Regions from separate parts of the Gasterosteus aculeatus genome. Here region 2 is linked to region 1. A link is a contact called in public Hi-C data. All regions are on one chromosome and are shown on one strand. Each heading gives the region's core, a stretch centred on a gene start, on an enhancer-like site or on the middle of the called end of the contact. The rest is flanking DNA. Distances are from core to core; before and after follow the strand shown.

The links. A called contact is a pair of places that touch in the nucleus more often than the background predicts.
Region 2: a Hi-C map of skeletal muscle shows a contact between it and region 1, with 5 times the contacts expected there. The contact joins the promoter of stom here to the enhancer-like site in region 1. A contact is called at or near these places in 2 of 6 Hi-C or Micro-C datasets (both in skeletal muscle).

The regions. Positions count from the first base shown.
Region 1 is chr14:12,768,581-12,772,356 of fGasAcu3.hap1.1, forward strand. tsc1b (TSC complex subunit 1b) reads left to right here. Exons shown (of 22, transcript XM_040197747.2): 19 at 661-783; 20 at 1,594-1,781; 21 at 1,859-2,032; 22 at 2,362-3,776. The coding sequence ends at 3,025. Among protein-coding and RNA genes, the nearest start is that of LOC120831966, 3.4 kb to the right of the region's middle. Within about 2 kb of position 1,886, at least 1 of the 9 cell types and tissues checked has open chromatin away from gene starts, as enhancers often do.
Region 2 is chr14:12,879,539-12,883,358 of fGasAcu3.hap1.1, forward strand. It overlaps stom (stomatin), which reads left to right and starts at 1,414. Exons shown (of 7, transcript XM_040197562.2): 1 at 1,414-1,660; 2 at 3,192-3,301; 3 at 3,494-3,566. The coding sequence starts at 1,600.

The sequences.
Region 1 (3,776 bases), core at 636-3,135:
TATATATAAATTAATTATACTGAAGGTATAAGTAACCAAAACCCTGCTTTCAACAATCCTGTCCCTTTAAATCAGCAAGACTCTTTGGTCCCTTCTGTCTCATCCAGTGTAAAATGTATATCCACAAAGAACCCTGTGTGCTTCCTTCTGCCTTCCTGAAAACCGTTGGTGTCACGCGGGACCTACAGCAGCGCCTAGTCCGTAGACTGTCCAAGGACTCTGTTGCCTTAGCGATGCTGCCTCTCCCTCTCTATTTTTAGTACAGCAGCGCCGTGGGGGGCTCCGGTTTTGTTCTTGCCTCCTGGGGTTTGTCTGAAGTCTGACCCAGACTGAACCCGTAATCCTGACAAACTGAGCAGGTGATTCAGGGAACAGGCTGCTGGATCAATAAATGCACTCAGACCGTACGGGGGGATTCATATCCTTACATCATTTCCATGTCAGTAAAGTGATGAAGAAGCCCCTGAGAGCCCTGTAATGTTTAGACGGATCCTTAGGTGCAGCTCGTGGAAGATTCGCCGGGTTTCCTGTGAGAGATCACATCCGAATGGCCTCTCGCTCGCTGTCGATGCGTTCCCACATATTCCTGGACAGGTGTGGTTTGTTGCCTAATTGCTGATTTGCCCTCCGGCGTCATTGTTTGTCTCGTGTGTCCTTCAGCTGAGCAACAGTGAGAGCACCCAGCAGCAGATGAGCTTCCTAAACAAGCAGCTGCTGCTCCTCGGGGAGTCTCATAAGCTGTCCATGCAGGGGCTACCGCACGCAGCCACCGACACTACCAAGGTACGCTGGGAGCAAGTGTGCGCCTGTCTGTCTGTGTGTGCCGGCCTGTCGGAGACCTTCTGAGGGGGAAAAGGGAATCCGATTGGGTGCCAAGTTCAATCGTAAAATACATCCTGCTCATAAATTCCCTCCCCGAAAGTGTTTTATCCTCAACAAAGCCTGTCAAGTTGAGCTCTGTTCAAACTTTTTCTAACCTTTTTACAATCTACAGTTAACACACAGATGAAAGGTCAATAATCCAAAGATTATGTTTAGTAGAAAATAAATATTAAATTATATCTTCCATCACTCATCCAGTTTTGGGATCTGGAGAGCATCTTAGGTAATGAACTACTAACATTAGAGTAGCAGAACTATATATGTCAAGATAGATGTCTATATGTCAAGCTGTCTTGTCTATGTTTGAGACAGCTTGGTCCAATCCTTTTTTAAATTTATTTTTTAGTTATATAGATCAGACTCCTGCCACGCTGCACAACTTTCATATTTTTTACACATTTTTACAATTTGCACATCGTAAACTACAGTCCCCTTGTGCTCTCCTATAATTCTCAATTGACACCCAATTTTCATATCCACGGCCTAACTGATGAATGACCAGCCTGTGTTACTTTGTTTGTATACTCAAAGTCAAATCTAATCCATAGGTCGTAATGGCAGAAATGAGCATTTATTCCATTGAAAAATAGGGATACAATCTGAAGGCTCCTCACAGAGCCACCATGAAAAGAACAAGCTGCGTGTTCTTTGCCCTCCCATTCATTTCTTGTTGCTCTTTGTGCCTGTGTGGACGACGACCCCACCACGCAGGAGGCCCTGATGCTGAAGGCGTCTTACGGGAAAGAAGTGGAGACGCTGAGGCAGAGTCTGCTGTTTCAGGGTCAGAAGCTGGAGGCAGCGCAGCAGAGAGTCTGCGAGCTGGAGACGCACCAGACCAAGAAGGAGCACCTCATCGCCGAGCAGAAGAAGTTCCTCGAGGACGTGAAGTGTCAAGCTAAGTGAGTGCCGACCTCGTGACCCGTCAAGGCCACTTCGTCGTCTTCTCTCGCTCCAGCACTTCATCTTGTCTTTGCAGGGCGGAGCTGCAGTCCTCAGACGGCAGGTATCAAGCTCAGAGGAGAATCACTCAGCTGCTGCAGACTGAACTGCTGCAGCTCTACAGCAGAGTGGAGACTGAGGCTCCGGCTGGCACCGCCAGCGGTTCGCCACCAGGGGGCAGAGCTGACTCATACCCCTGTGCTGAAACCAGGTCAGTTTCTGCCACGTTCATTTTCATTTGGCAACTGTGAAATTTACATTACACACAAATGGTAGCCTGTTTAACGTGAAAGCGTTATTCCTTGCTTATTTTAAATTTTGATGACCCTGCAGATGTACCTCTATATATCTAGATACTGCATTTTTTATCACAAGGAACAGTGCAACTCATTCCAGGCTCGGTTGTCTAAGTGAAACCCAAAAGCTTTGTCAGTTAATTAGTGAATGAATGTAATTTCTCTCAATAGCCGTAAATACTTTTCATCATCTAGTCTATCGATAGATTTTTCTGTTCTAAACCGTTTTCCTTGTCCTCCACAGTGTCGTGGCACCCGACGGCCAGCATCACAGCAACGAAGAAGTGGACAGCAGATCATTGCGCAATTCCCCTCGGGGCAGCAGCACCAGCACTTTATCGCCGCAGCAACCAAAGGCGAGCAACTCTTCCAGGACCACAGGCACCTCCCTCAACGGCAGCCAGGACTTGGTCCCGCCCCTGCTGGTGGAACCCTCCCTGCTGTGTCCGTACGCCAACCCGCTCGTGCCCCTGCCCCCCTCGGATGCGCCGCTCACCGTGGGCTCCTACCCCAGCACCAAGAGCTTCCTGGGCATGAGGGCCCGCCAGCTGTTCCGCAACAAGAGCGAGAGCCAGTGTGATGACGAGGAGGAGGAGGAGCAGAAGCAGCAGCAGCTCCCCCCAGCTCTCCTGGCTGGCCTCGCCCACGGCCTCAAGACGGGGTTGTGCGTTGAGCCCCCTACTCCAGGTTACGTCGGCCCGGCAACCCCTCCCGTCCCGGTCCCTGCCGCTCCTCTCACAGTGCCCACCAAGGAGCCCCCCGCCGAGACGGATCAGCGGGCCCCTAGCCAGGAAAGCCCCCGCCGGAAGGCTGGGTCAGGGGGTGGGCGGGGCCAGACGGGTTCAGGGGGACCCCGTCAGCGGCTTAAAATTATGGACTACAACGAAACACATCAGGAGCACAGTTAGACATCGGACTGAGGTGCAGAGACAAGTTTAACGACCGAGAAGAGCTACAAATCCACAAAAAGAGTAACATGACAGCAGCTCTTTGGATTTCAGTGTTATTTGTTCCATTCGTCTGAGTGGACAACAGGATTTCCCACAATATTTTTCTACTTTTTCTTTTTTTCATTCTGAGTCATTCCCCTATTTGAATTTTGAGAATTTTGGAAGGTGACAGGGACACAAAGGGGATGCAGTGATACCAGTGAAGATGCTAGTCTTATGAATTTGATTATGAGACCGAGAAGCGCACATCTCAAAGTGATGGATAACTTACATGTGATACTGTGAGCCCAAAGTTTTTTTTAATAGTCCGTTCATCCAAACATCGTTCAAAAAACATCCCACTTGGCTCCAGTTGTATCAGCCAATGCGGATAATGTCGCTTAAATATGTCCAAATTGTGAGAAATTGGTCCCTTTTTAGATTTCTGCTTGCACAGCTGGAAGGGAATGGAAGTTAATTTTTCCTGTGCTCAAAGAATTTAAAGATCCCCTAAAAAATCTTTCTGAAATGGTGTCTTCGTCGTGGAGATGGGAATCTGACAGATTTGGTGCACCCACCCTTCACACCAATTTGTCACACCAATTTGTTTACAAGCACCAGAAGAGCACTGGTTTTAATTTCTCACCTGTTCGGAGAAGACTTACATATGTTTTTGATGGGCGAGATTTCATGTTGACTGTTGCATCGGAGCGTCTGAGGGGATGGATAT
Region 2 (3,820 bases), core at 164-2,663, 110 kb after region 1:
GTGAGGCAACGACTCTTCTGCTCCTTCTGCAAGACTAAAGAATGTCTCCACATATTTAAAATACATGACCAACAGACAGAGGACATATGATAAAAGTGTCTAGGCGCATAACAGGGGTGACAAGCAATAGGAAAGCAAAAGGCACACGCTCAACCCAGCTGAGGCACAGCTCGATGCCGCCTCACCCCACCTGTCTCCTCTCTCTTTGAACAAGACATGCGCACATTAAACGTTTTTGAATCTAAAAGTGCTTGAAGTCATACAGAAATTATACTTATAGCAGAAGAGAAATATTCATATCTATCCCGTCATTATTTGTTTTTTAGCTTTCATGATGGCCTCACCTGCCCGCATGTCCCCTGACATCCTTTGGGGATTAACTGAATAAACCAGATAAATCCCCCTGCAGGATTATGTTACAGAAGGCCTGCTGAGTGCTTGAGGGCAGTATGTGCCCAGCACGCAGACCTGTAGGCAGCTTGAGCAACCCCCCCCCCCCCAGGCAGCCACATTGGCACCACACCTGCTACTGACCTCATTTTCAACTTGCAACTTTTTCAACTCAAATTTTGAGTTTTGGATTAATAATGACAGCAAGTACCTCACACAAATGTCATGTCCATTGTCACTCCCAGGACCAGAGTGCTCATTGAGTTGCTGTTACGGTTATTTGTTTTATATCAAAGTTTTTTCTTGTGTTGTCCTCCAACATACAATATGTACAGTACATTACAAAACACGTTTGTTTAACAACCTTTTTATCTTCCCTATTTGTTATGTAGCCCATATAGATTTTATTCAAGTTATGTGAAAAACCGCACAGCCCCCTTTATTCTTTATCTGGTGACATTTGATTTTTTTTCCCCTCAACTTGCTTAATAAATTTATAGAAAATATGTGGACTGTGTAGAAAAGGTTGCAGGCACCATATGCCCATGTACGCAAGGGCACAAGGGCGACACAATTATTCTGGTATTACTGGAGGGACAATAAACCTCTTGCATGCTGAATTCTACCTCTGAAAGTTAGTTTGGAAAGGTTTTGAACGGGAGCTGCTTTCAGCTGTTTACTTGTTCTGCAAAATGGCCTATAAATAGTCCTCTCAGTTCAGCCAGTTTATGGTGCTGGCCACTTTAGATCCTAGGTGCCACAGAGAAAACGGTCCAACTGCACGCCGACGTTGGGATTTGGGAACTCTTCTTTTGTGAATGGACCTCTGGGGCCTCGACCTCAATCAGGCACATATCGGCTGCAATGTATTTGGTTGGTGATTGGTGATGTTTGGGGAATGTAGCCTCTACACTCTCGAGACGAAAAGTAAAAATACAAATGCAAGACCTTTACACGACTTCTTCCCCAAAGACAGACCACTAAGATTAATTTCGTGTGTGAATTTGGTCTTCTATTTTGAAGGCGGAAACGCTCCCTGGAAAACATGCCTCCGCTTTACGCGTCACAGCCCCTACAAGTCACGTGAAGGGGTAGAAGCCGAGCAGCGAGGGCATCGACCTGCTCAGCAGCAGACCGCAGGCACGGGTCCACTGCGGCACACACGGGGCAGCTCGCCTCCACCACTGCACATCCGAACCGCTGTATGTTATGGATACCGACAACGAAGAGGTAGCCATGAAAGAATCCAGGAGACGAGAACGCCAAACAGGTGACGCTCGCATACTTCCTAAATGAGGGGGACTTGGAAATAGAAGAAAATAGCAAACACAGGGTCAGCCGTTGACGTCCGCGCGCCGTAGCTAGGGCTGCCTGACGTTAGCATGTTGAGCTAACAGGCTAAAGTTAGCGGTTGTAAACGTACCGTTCCCCAGCTAGCATGCTGGGGTTGAAAAGACGTTTAATTCTTTCATTTCAACCGAATTTCAACGTTGAATTTACGTCTAGTGGTCACTTGGTAGTGAGTTACAGTAAAGTGAAAGATAACTTGGATATATCGACAGCTTGCGTTGCATCCTTCAATTAAGGTCATGTTGGTTGATGGTGTTGTGAGAATGTTAGTGCACCTATATGGTGACATTTACGGTTTTAAACATGTAACCTGAACAAAAGCTATTAATCAATCAATAATTCTCCAAAGCCCTATATTTGTTTGTTCAAAAGGATAATTTCTCAATATTTGCTTTCGAAAGCGTCTTTCTCAATTATTTCAAACAATCCAAAAGCATTCTAGTTTTCAGATGTCCTAAACATGTACATCAATCGTTGCTGTATAATAGTGTGCACAGAGATCCTCAGCACATGTATTAGTCATTTATTGAGAAAACTATTTCTATTGCAGAAATATTTACATTATGTTTTTTAACATACACATTTTTTACTTTTACTTTGGAGGATTCTCTAAATTTGTACAGTAAAAATATTAAATTTTCTGTACAAGAGTTGTCAGAGAGGTCCTGAACACATACTTCAATCATTGTCTGGAATTATTGATTAAATAGCGTTTATTCAGGTTACCTGTTTAATACCGTAAAAGTCAGCACATAGGTGCACTAAAATTCAAGTGTATACCAAGTTGACCACATAAATCCTGCTGTTGTGACAGCTGGGTTGGACCCTCAGACACGTGGTTAGTGGGAAATGACCGCTGACGCCTGACCAGTTAATGTCATTGGCAGGAATTACTCTGACTTCCAGGCTGGGTTGTGCTTGCGAAGCCACATGGTGATCAGTATTGATTAAGTTGGTGATGTAATGTTGGGGATGATGATGAGCAGCAGCCCACCGACCCAGTCCAATCAATGACTGTTTTTTTCATTATTTAAAGCATGTATCCATTATTCAACGTTACTGTTAGTCGTTCTATGGCATCCTGACTTATAACTCTGTCTGTAGGTCCAATGAATTTACATGATCTTGAAGGTAGGGATCTCATCCATTGACTGGCTGCATGTTGTCCATAGCTGATTGTGAATGAGTGAAATGCTGCAGGCAGGAAGGATGATGTGCTTCTTGTGCTAAATCTAATAAGTGCTATAAAGTAGTGTGTGTGTGGGTGGGTTACTAACCATACTCATTTGCAAAAAGCTGGTGTTCACAGATGGATGAATGGGAGAAAATTCCGAGGTCACACCTGAGTGAACATGGTTTTTCTTCAAACAGCTGTTTGAATGCGTGTCAAATTAAGTGTATATTGAGATATTCCCACGAACGTATTTGTCTTCTGCCACCTCGCCCCCCAGCATTGGAGAATTCCGACTCTGACATTGGCTTGTGTGGCTGGCTGCTGGTGTCGCTCTCCATTCTCCTCATGCTGGTCACTCTGCCCGTCTCCGTATGGATGTGCATTAAGGTCAGCGAGCGGTTTGTACCGCAAACGCATATCCAATATTATGTGTCCTTATTCAACAGTCTTCTTCTTGCTTTGGTAAAAGTATCCTCAGTGAGCAGGGTGATTGTCGAATTTTCTAATTACATGTTGAATGTCAAATAAGAGAAACAAAGGACTCTTAGATCATACTGCTATTCTGCCCTCTGTACACAGATTGTGAAGGAGTACGAGCGAGCTATTATCTTTCGTCTGGGGCGCATTTTGCGAGGAGGAGCCAAAGGTCCAGGTTAGTCCTTCTGTATATATATTTTATTGTCACAGCCCGGCTCTCAGACTGCAACAAAACCGGGAGACGAGCGAGCAAGCTAAGAGGAAACAATCAAACAATGTACCGGGAACAGACAACCAAAACCACAGGGAACCCTGGGATATGGGAGGAGGAGGGTCGTCATATATATATATAATTAGTATGTGTGTGTGTATGTGTATATATATTATATATAAAAGCTCAATAACAACACTCCAGTAACACGTTCAGAC